Regions from separate parts of the Mus musculus genome. Here region 2 is linked to region 1. Evidence: chromatin contacts called from public ChIA-PET data. All regions are on one chromosome and are shown on one strand. Each heading gives the region's core, a stretch centred on a gene start, on an enhancer-like site or on the middle of the called end of the contact. The rest is flanking DNA. Distances are from core to core; before and after follow the strand shown.

Region 1 (5,453 bases), core at 1,014-3,513:
GGTGAATTAGATACATAAAACTTCGCTGATACCTACCTTCCTAGAATTACCAGTTCAAATGAAAGTATCATTTACTTTCCTAAATTCAACTATGGAGAAATAAGGGCTTTTACTGGCTCATTCTCCAACATTCTGGAGTTAGTTATATTTATGCCAAATGCATTAGTCCCCATGAGTTTAAGGTGGAGTGGAGCCAACTTCAAGTACGTTTTGAAGTCCACAGTAGGCTTTGGAGACTCTAGAGAACACATTTTCATTGGTTGCTATTTACAGGCAGGAGTGAAACACAGAGGCCGCTCTTGTTTCCTGGTGGTCAGCTGAGATTTAATTTTGTTGGTGCAGATTGCTTGGGCCAGCAACAGTAATTCCCTAGTCGTCCCCACACTGGCCGTCATAAGGGACGGTTTATACAGCACTGGTCTCCTAGACAAGGTGACATTTGTTGCCCAGGTGGAGCCTTTAAGTCTGTCTGAAGACTAGAGACACTGCTGCTGGGCCGCAGGGGACTCTGATACTTTAGGAGCCAAGTTCTGCCGGCCTGGAACCTGTTTGTTTTATTCAAGTCTATAAATGGCCTTGTTTTACTTATTCATTTCCCTTTTTCCAGCTGTAGATATCTATTTCTCCCGATAGCCCTGTGTACATATGTATGATGTTGCTTGTCCCTCAGCGACAGGCCCACACTTCCCCCCCTAACCCCATTCATCACGTGGAGGACCTCTGGTAACGATCCTAGGATGTCCTGAGTGCTTCTCTGTGGCTATAGGAACACACTGACAAGGAAAGGATTAGTTTGGTTTATACTTCCAGGTCACAGTTCATCATTGGTGGAAGTCAGGGCAGGAACTTAAGGCAGGAGCCTGGAGGCTTGACAGCACATGTCAGGGAGCGGAGGTCTGAGGCAAAGTGGGGCAGGGTCTCTGTGGAAGGTTTATCCTTGCTCTTGGGTGCTGCACCCATTCCATCGGTTGGAGAAGGCTGTGTGAGCCCCTTGTCGGAGTCAGAGCATCTGTCGTCAGCAAGGCACCCAAGCTTCTGTTTCTGGTCATTTATCTGCGCTGTCCACATGGCAAGCTCCGTCTTCTCCACCTTCATTTAATAACTCGACTTTGCTTGTCTTTTTTTTTTTTAAAGATTTTATTTACTTATTTTATGTATGTGAGTACAGATGGTTGTGAGCCTTCATGTGGTTGTTGGGGATTGATTTTTTAAGATCTCTGCTCCCCCCCTAAGAAGAAAAGGAAATTTTCTGAGGAGCCTGAAGTTGCTGCTAGCTTCACAAAGAGCAGCACAAAGAAAAAGAAAAGGTCCCAGAAAGCACAGGAGGATTAGAACGGACCTGCTTGGTGGGAGGGGCATACCTTGTGGTGGCAGCTCCTGCCCATAATAAAACCCCAATAAAAACAAAAACAAAAATGACCTCAGCTCGTTCTGGTCGGCTCGCTTAGGCCCAAAGATTTATTTATTTATTATACATAAGTACACTGTAGCTGACTTCAGAAACACCAGAAGAGGGAGTCAGATCTCATTACAGATGGTTGTGAGCCACCATGTGGTTGCTGGGATTTGAACTCAGGAAGAGCAGTCAGTGCTCTTAACCGCTGAGCCATCTTGCCAGCCCTACCTTGCTCATCTTGGTAAGCCCAGGCTCTCACTCCACAGGGGCTGCCGCCCAATGTTTCTTCAAAGCAAACCTTCAGTGGCGACACCCCCACTTTTGCCTACAGCCATTTCTCCCTCCTATGTACCGGTGCTTAAGGGATCTAGTGGTTGAGTATAAGCCGCCTGCTTCTGTTGCTCCGGGCCCTGGATCAGAGAGGCCTGACACTCACTCAGAGTCCTCACTGGAAGACTAGGGACATTGGCCAGAGAGACTGAAGCGCTGTCCTTCTCTTCAGAGCTGTGCTGTCTCCAAAAATGGAACCGTGCAGCAGGTGTTCTAATCTTTGCTGTTTTGTTTTGTTTCTCCTAGCGACACAAACGTGAAATACGGTGAGGGAGGGTTTATGCCCTTTGGATTCTCTGGTGTCCTGTCAGGGGCAGCGACCTGCTTTTATGCCTTCGTGGGCTTTGACTGCATCGCCACCACAGGTCCGTGGACTCTCGCACCCGTGGGGCCCTGCTTCTTTGCAACCACCTCCAGTAATGCCTTTTCCTCTTGGCACAGGCCACTTGCAGCTCTGGGTCCGTGGGAGTAACTGCAGAGATTTGTCACTTCCTGCTGATAGCTTCTCACCTCCCCACACCCCCTAGGAGCAGTGCCTGGCAGGAAATTACATCATTAACATAACGAGGGCTCTGCCGCTAGACTGGGACAATGACAGCGTGGCTGTAGCCTGATTTCATATCTGCACGCGCAGGCCTTTGTAATAACAACAGCCGGGCAGGTTGGATAGGTCAGGCTCCCTTAAGCCTCTCAGCCTTTCTCAGCCAAAAGAAACAAGCCTCTCCCTTAGCTGAGCTGCCATAGGAGGGTCGGGAACACCTTCCTGGGCTGTGGTTATGCGGTGGGCGTTACTGAGGACCCTGCTCTGTCACGGGAGGGCAGAAGACCCCGGTTCCTGCCCACCGAACCCTGTGGGGCGTGGCTTAGCCCGTTTGACCTTGCAGAGGATGTGATGCTACGACTACTCCTCCCCCTTCCCTCATTGGCCGACACCCTGTTGCTTCTAGGGGAAGAAGTCAAGAACCCCCAGAAGGCCATTCCTGTGGGCATCGTGGCGTCCCTCCTCATTTGCTTCATAGCGTACTTTGGCGTGTCCGCCGCTCTCACGCTCATGATGCCTTACTTCTGCCTGGACATCGACAGCCCGCTGCCTGGTGCCTTCAAGCACCAGGGCTGGGAAGAAGCTAAGTACGCAGTGGCCATTGGCTCTCTCTGCGCACTTTCCACCAGGTGAGATCAGCTTCCGAGTGCTCCCAACCCCAGCACCCCAGCGTCAGTGGTGTGTCTCGTTGTGTTTTAGCCCAGTGGAATGTTATACAGCTGTGTTGTGTTATAAAACGTGCTCCCTTTTATCCATGGGGAGCATGGATACACTGGATGCCTGAAGCAAAAGATTATTCCAAACCCCATATACACAGTATTTCCTTTTACACACACACACACACACACACACACACACAGACACACACACACAAATGTGTAATGTATAACATTTGGCACAGTAAGATTGACACCAATAGCTAAGGGTACAATGGAGGCACTACTATGTACTGACATTTTAAAGATTTATTTATTTATTTATTTATTTTATGTTTATGAGCACTCTGTCTGCATGCCAGAAGAGGGCATCAGATCTCTGTGTAGACGGTTGTGAGCCACCATATGGTTGCTCGGAATTGAACTCAGGACCTCTGGAAGAGCAGCCAGTGCTCTTAACCGCTGAGCCATCTCTCCAGCCCACATACTGACCATTTTAAAAAATAGAATGATCAGTTGCTTATTTCTGGAATTTTCTATCTAATATTTCCATACTGTAGTTGACACAGGTTACAAACTACAGAATGTGAAAGTAGGTAAGGGGAAAAACCACCACGATGTTGTGAAGAACTAGAGCTGATGTCTATGCATGATACTTGGCAAGGAAATGGTTTTCTGCTCCTGACTTTGGCCTCTGAGCCAGGCCCCCTCTTTGACCACTGTATTTTGGTCTTTAGTTTGGCTGTAAGGTAGTAGCTCCTTTGCATAAAGGAGCGGGTGCCTTTTAATGAGACATATACCCCACCACACACACACACACACTCACACACTCACACACTCTCTCTCTCTCACACACACTCACACACACTCACATACCCTGTGCTTCCCCACCAGCTTGTGTAAACAGGAACCATTTGCTAACGATCAGCCTCAGCTAGGAATATTTGCAGACACAAATGTGAAATCTCCCTTTATGGAGGTTGCTCCTGGATCGCATCTCTTCTCTGTCAGGGGCCCCTGTTCTTACCATTGGTCTTAGCCCTGTTAGCCCTGCGATGTTAACTTTGTGAAATGCCAGGGCTTGTAGCCCCGGGTGCCAGGCAGTTACCGGAGGGGAGTTGATCTTGGTGAGAGCAGACGCCCCTCCTTGGAGGCAGCCCTGCATGGGTCCGCTGAGGCCTTATCTGCCAATGACCTGGTTTTTGCCTGTTTTGCTTTCCTCTCACCCAGTCTCCTAGGCTCCATGTTTCCCATGCCCCGAGTTATCTATGCCATGGCTGAAGATGGACTACTGTTTAAATTTTTGGCCAAAATCAACAATAGGACCAAAACACCCGTAATCGCCACTGTGACCTCAGGCGCCATTGCTGGTGAGTATGCACTTACCGTTACAACTCGTTTCCCGGGCTGTTACTAAATCAGCACATGGAGGGGAGCGGATCTCGAATCTTCCTCGGCTGTGAACTGTGAAAAGCTGCAGCTCGTCTATTAGAACTTTATCAGACTGCCGCTGTTCACATTCAGGACTGGGCTCACCAAAAGATAACTGCGTTAATTTATTTTTTAAAAAAGATTTTTATTTTATGTGTATGGATGTGGCCCTGCATGTGTGTGTGTGTGTGTGTGCACCAAGTGTGTACCTGGTACCTATGGAGGCCAGAAGAGGAGCCAGGTTTCCCAAAACTAGATTTATAGATGGTTGTGAGCCAGCAACACTTGTCTGTTGGTAACCAAGCTCAAGTCCCCTGAAAGAGCAGCCAGTGCTCTTAATTGCTGAGCCATCTCTCCAGTTCTAGATACCTATACTTTGATAAAAGACAAACCAGAGGGTAAGATGCAATTATTCTTAGAGTTTAACTCTTATTGTCAGCCGGGCAATGGTGGCACATGCCTGTAATCCTAGCATTTGGGAGGCAGAGGCAGGTGGATTTCTGAGTTCGAGGCCTGGTCTACAGAGTGAGTTCTAAGACAGCCAGGGCTACACAGAGAAACCCTGTCTCAAAAAAAAAACAAAAACAAAAAAAACCAAAACAAACAAATAAACAAAAAAACCAACAACAACAAAAAACCTCTTATAGTCATCTCCGTGGGCAGGGCATGCACGCATGCACACACATACACACACATACACACATATGTACGCACTCCTATCCCTTCAGAGCCACCCATCTTCCCTGTCCGTTGAAGGTTTCCTGGTGTAGAATTTGGTAGGCTGACCTCTTGCATAATCCAAGCCAAGGGGACTTTCAGGTAATCATCTGCAAGTCCAGTATCCGTGAGTCTTACCTCATAGATTCCCCAGAAAAATGAACGTCTCCCAATCAGTTGAAAACAAAACAAAACAAAAACCCATGTACCATCTCTTTCTAGGGGCATATTACAGGTGTTCTTGTTTGCGCTCAAACAGTGGTAGACCCAGAGCAGAGGAGGTTATTTTTATGCTATCATGTTCATCCCCAAGAAGACAGCTGTGCTAGAAGAATTTGGTAAACTCAAGGACCATATAGGGGGCTGGAGAGATGGCTCAGTG
Region 2 (5,453 bases), core at 1,478-3,977, 520 kb before region 1:
TACCTTCTGAAAGGTGTCTCGGCTGCTACCGAGCTTCGGCAATTACAGCAACTACGAATACAGTGGCTGTAAACCATGCTTGCATGTTTCCAACGTTCCTGCACGGTTTCTGGGTATGCATTAAGTTCTTCAACTCCTTCAGAGTAAGTACCTCCAATTATGGTCCCTGGAGCATGGTAGGATTGTTTTTACATTCATAAGAAACTACAATGCTGTCTTCCTACCTGGCCAAGGGCATCTTGCAATTGCACTAGCTGGGACTATGTATTCCCCTTGCCCCGAACCCTTGCCAGTGTTTGGTGGGGGTAGTTGTGCGGGTCTCGCCATTTTGGTAAGTGTGTAATTGCTGTTTTAATTTGCTTGTCCCTAATGACCGCTGATACTGGGCATCTTTCCATATACTCATTAATCTTTAAACTTCCTTATGTGCACGAGCATTTTCCAAGCATTTACGTATGTGTGTTGCATGCATACAGTACCTGAGGAGGTCTGAAGAGGGAGTGTGATCCCCTGGAAACCGAGTTACAAATGGTTGTGAGCCATCACGTGGGTGCTGGGAACTGAAAACTGGGACCTCTGGAAGAACAGCAAGGGCTCTTAGCTGCTAAGCCATCATAATTTCTAATGAGATGTGACTGGAGCCCCGCTGTATGACACCCTTCCTCTGGGTTCTAAGTGAGGGGTTTAATTTCTCCTTTTCCCTGTGGAGCAGAATTATGGACACCAGCCACTTTGTTGGCATTTGTTTTTCAAATATTCCTACCAATATGTACGACTTTAATGGCCTTTCTTCTTTTTCCAGTCTGCAGTTACCTGGTGAAACGATTGCTAGGCTGTGAGAATCATCTGGGGTGGAGATGGGGGACTGAGTTCGAGCTATCTGGGGACAGGGAGGGTTGAGGTTCGGTGTGTGAATTGTATGCGGTCATTTCTCGGGTTTCTCTGTGATTCTGCCTGTCGGTTAGTGTTAATCGTCATTCTGACAGGCTCTACAGTCACCTAGGAGACAAGCTTCTGGCTCACCCGTCATGAAGTATCTAGATTAATGTTAGCGCCTGAGAATGTCTGAGAAGTCGTCTTCATTATGTCAATTGATGTGGGAAGATATATCTTAACTGTGGACTGGACCAGTCCCTGTGCAGAGATGCGGGACTGTGTTAAAGTGAGTGGGACACTAGCACGCATGCGTCCCTCCATGCTTCCTGACTATGGATACCACGTGACCAGCCACGTGACCAGATGCTTTGAAGCCCCCGACTACTATGACTGCCCTACCACGATGGACTGACTTTTAAGTTGTAGGCTGGAATAAACCGTTCTCCCTTATGTGGCTCTTGGCAGAGTTTTCTTATTAAAACCACAAAAGAGAAACTAAGGCACGTAAATCCCAGAAGTGCTCTGGGAGACCAGGCGTGAAGCTGAGATTTGCACACAGCTACATTGCCACCCAGCTGGGCCATTGTTATTTGCAGCTTGGAAGGAGCCTGGAAACAGTTCTGTGGCCCCACTTTTCTCACTTCCTGTGACTGCAAGTGCGGTTTTACCCTCCTGAAGTGTAGATGAGAAAAGACACGGGTAAAAGTGGCACCAAACTAGAAGAGGGCAGGATGGGCCAAGTTCTCTCCCTCTGTCCACCAGTCCTTTCTGCTTTGTTGAGGGCCCAGGATCAGTGCAGCTTGAAGTTGTGGCTTGGACCGGGCAGAGCAGAGTTCATTGCTGGGCATCCCCCCACTCCCGAGAAACTGAGAATGCTGTGAGTGTTGCAGGGTCCTTCTGCCCCCCCCCCCATCTTCTACCTCCTTCCTAACAAACAGAGGAATGGGGTTTCCCTGTCCCACCTGGCTGGTTCTCCTTCTGCCCCACAAACCGGTGGGAAAGGAAGCAATTTTTGTCCCCTGTATGGCCTCTTTCCTAACCTTACCTCTCCCAACTCGCCATTACCCAGAGCTGAAAATCAGGAGTCAATGATGTTTGTCCAAACAGCTGTCTTTGAGGTGAAGAGTTGACTGGCGATTTTCAATGATCTTCTTATCTAGGAACCAAACACATGTGCGTATCTCACTGCGCAGCGAAAGCAAGTCAGCAAGTCAGAGAGGAAAATGTTTATTATATGCACAGCCTGAGTATTCCTTATTCAACATGCTGGCGACCGGAAGTGCTTAAGAGTCTGGCCACTTTGGGACTTGGGAATAGTTGTATATATCTTGAGTCTAGGACCAAAGTCTATGTTTTGTATGTCTGTTATAAATGTTATAGATGAAAGTAATCTTACACAGTGTATTTACTAGACCTTTGTTTTGACTGTGCTCTGTCAGTAGGCTGGGGGTAGTGGTCTCTAGTTGCCGGATTCGGGGTGCGGAGCTGATTAATTCAAGTTGTCAATAGTTAAGAAATACAAGACACTGGCCTGCAAGAACTGAAGATAACATTTGCGGTGCCAAGTATAATTGAGATACATTTATTGTCTTTGGACTCCTACTCGGCCTTCTGCAGGAGAGGAGGCAGGCTGTAGAGTGACCTGGTTTATGCAGGATCATAATCTAGCCCAGCACCGGTTAGACCCCAGATTACTCCGAGCAAAGCTAAGCATACACAAAAGTTACTCGCCAGATTTGCTCTGCCTTCTGAGGTTTTTAACCACTCACCTTCCCTTCCGGGCAGGGCATGTTTACCAGGACATTTTTAGAGAGTGTCATAGCACATCCTGTTGCTTTTTATGTTAGCGATGGGGGTGGGCAGTCAGGCGCTCCAGTGTCATGAGATGTAAACCCTGCTGCCGCTGCCCCTGCTGTAGAGGGCGTGTGCACAGGTCTTGTTTTTCAGCGCAAGGCTTTCTGGGATGAACTAAGCATCCTGAACGCTTCAGAGAAATGCATCTAGAGCCTCCCATAAGTGGTCCAGCTCTCCAAGAGTTGCACGCTCGGGGTCTCAGCCCCATTCTCCTGGCTGCATGTATGTCTGTCCTCAGCTACTGGGCACCATTGAGGTTCTACTCCACAGCCCAGTTTCACGCCGACTACTCCAGATGTCTTTTAGTTAGCACTTCTTCAGTAATTTCTTAAACAAATCACTAACCACAATATGACTTCCCTTCCATAATATAAATCTCGGACAGCAGTGCTTGCGATTAATATGCAGTTAGGGGCGGCTGAACTATCATGACCCATCTGAGGTTGGTTAGCTACCGCAGGCTATTTTTCAAGCATTTTGAAATCTATTTTGTAACACTCCTTAGACACACTTTGCAAACACATTCCCTCGAGTGTTTAAACCCTCGCGCATCTTAAGGGAAATATAACCCATATGTTTCCCATTCATTTTGCATTTAACTCATCAAAGTTGTTTTTTAAGAGCGGTTTGTTTTCTACGAAGTCGTAAGAACCCTCTCATGAAGTCTGTTAGCCTTTAAAAGCCTTCCCCCCAATCTTAACTTATTCTCCCTGGATAGATGTGGATAACGTATTTTAGCTTGGTTTAAGCTAACAGAGCTTGAAGTCTAAGCTAGCTCCGGATTGAGGATAATAAATTAGTCTGATTTCACGGTGAGAATTGGCTTCCCTCTCTGATTTTCCAAGCAGATACCAGCAAAGGACTTGCAAAATGTGCCTTTGAAGGGGAGCGGTCACTGCCTCTCACACTCAGTGGAGGCAGCCTATTCACACATGTACCCTAAACTAGTTACCCGTCATGCACACTGGAGTTATATTCTTCATCATGCATTCAGGTATACCAGAAAAGACGCTCATTTTAATTCAGCAGGCAGGGGCTGGAGCCACAGCACAGTTGGTATAGCGCTTGCCTGCCACGTGTGAAGCTCTGATTGAATTCTGTAGTACTACAAGAAAAACAGGCCTATGATCCCAGGGCTCAGAAGGTAGAGGAGGCAGGAGGATCATCCTGAGCTACAAACAAGTTTGCGGCCAGGGTGCCTGAGACCCTGCCTTGTAAAGAAATGAGAAATGATTTCTGATGGGTTCGCTTAGTTTTCCCTGAGTAGGTTGTGTCCCCCCTTATCCAAAGGTGATGCAGACTGTGGAGTTCTTTGGAGTTCTTTGCATTTGGGGGGCGTTTACACAGATTTTACCGATTGAGCACACCCAGTCGAAAACTCTTGAAATCCAAAGTGGTCCACAATCTAGAGAGAGCATCAAGTCTATTCTCCAGAGCTTTAGATTGGTGACTTTCAGATTGCAATTCTCAACTTTCCCCGAAACTTTTTATAAGCTATAACTCTCAACCAAATCAATAATTTATTGTGAAGTCACAATAATTGTTCTCATCTGTATTTCAGAAATAGTCTCCACTGGAGATTTAAGTTCAGCAGGTTCCCCCATTGCCTAGCAGTGGGGTTTTGAGACCAGCTTTCTGTTTAGCTCTGATTAAACCAGTTAATGGTACGGTGTAAGTAAGGTCATTGCAGCGGAGGGCCAAGGAAGCCTGCCTGCCGACAGCTGATTGGACACTGTCATAAGCCACAGGGGCTTGGGAAAGAGCTGCAGCATCCATCGTAGCAACAGAAAGGGGCTTGCTGGAGCATCTAGACACAGCTCAGAAAGGAGCCTGAGAACAACAGAGAGCTGCACTATTTCCATACAGTTCCTGGGAGGGAAGCATGCAGTGTGCATCTGCCAACCACAGGATGCACCCCAGAACCCCGACCTTTAATAACTATTTTTGTTTTAGAATTTATTTAGCAGATACATCTTTTGGGTGCCTTTCAGAGTAACTCAGCTTTGCAGAGACTCACTAGTTTGTGCCACAAAGGGCTCTCTTAATGTTTTAGTGAGACTAGACTGAGAGGTTAATTTAAAAACAAAAAACAAAACAAAAACAAACAAATAAAAAACAAAAAGAATCAGCCCTTAGACTTAGTTGAAACTAAAACAAGAATAACTTTACTCTCTTTGTAATTTTCCGATGTGATAATTTTACAAAAGGAACCCACAGTTTTTAAGGACTACGGAGAGCAGTATTAGTAGAAGTGTTTGTAGAAATCACTTTCTCCTTTCTCCCAGCCATGGCCGTCAGTCCCCCTCCCCTTAACTATGGGGCTGGATACTGCCAGCCCTCTTCCCTAACCTAGAATAGTCCACCCCAGCTTTGACATTGCTTCCAACCAGGAAAAAAAAAAATGTGAGCTGCAGCCAGGTTTGTGCTGGTGTGTTCTCCCAATGTCAGCACTCAGGAGCTGGGCAGAGGACCATGGGTTCAAGGCCTGCTCCAGCTATATAGGGAGTTCCAATAAAAAAGGCAGCATTGCATAGCGAGACCTTGTTGAAAAACAGAGAGCCAGGGATGCAGCCCAGTGCTGGCTAAAGCCTCTACGTGCAAGGCCCTGGCTTGACTCACAGAACCACCCAACCAACACACACAAACATCTACCCACACCCCACCCCACACCCCTGCTAATCTATTGATGGCTTGTAGGACGTTTGTAACTGACAGCATTTGTA

The links. ChIA-PET counts read pairs in DNA pulled down with a chosen protein or histone mark.
Region 2: a contact with region 1 is called in an RNA polymerase II ChIA-PET map of memory CD8 T cells, with 5 read pairs. The contact joins two enhancer-like sites. A contact is called at or near these places in 1 of 484 Hi-C or Micro-C datasets (stem cell-derived neural stem cells) and 1 of 115 datasets of contacts at active chromatin or transcription factors (memory CD8 T cells).

Annotation. Positions count from the first base shown.
Region 1 is chr5:148,339,376-148,344,828 of GRCm38.p6, reverse strand. Slc7a1 (solute carrier family 7 (cationic amino acid transporter, y+ system), member 1) reads left to right here. Exons shown (of 13, transcript NM_007513.4): 6 at 1,973-2,091; 7 at 2,674-2,896; 8 at 4,154-4,293. Among named protein-coding and RNA genes, the nearest start is that of Slc7a1, 58 kb to the left of the region's middle. Within about 2 kb of position 2,263, at least 180 of the 459 cell types and tissues checked have an H3K27ac peak or open chromatin away from gene starts, as enhancers often do. A contact at or near this core is called in memory CD8 T cells, where this site is marked.
Region 2 is chr5:148,864,020-148,869,472 of GRCm38.p6, reverse strand. No RefSeq gene overlaps it. Among named protein-coding and RNA genes, the nearest start is that of Gm36405, 57 kb to the right of the region's middle. Within about 2 kb of position 2,727, at least 64 of the 459 cell types and tissues checked have an H3K27ac peak or open chromatin away from gene starts, as enhancers often do. A contact at or near this core is called in memory CD8 T cells, where this site is marked.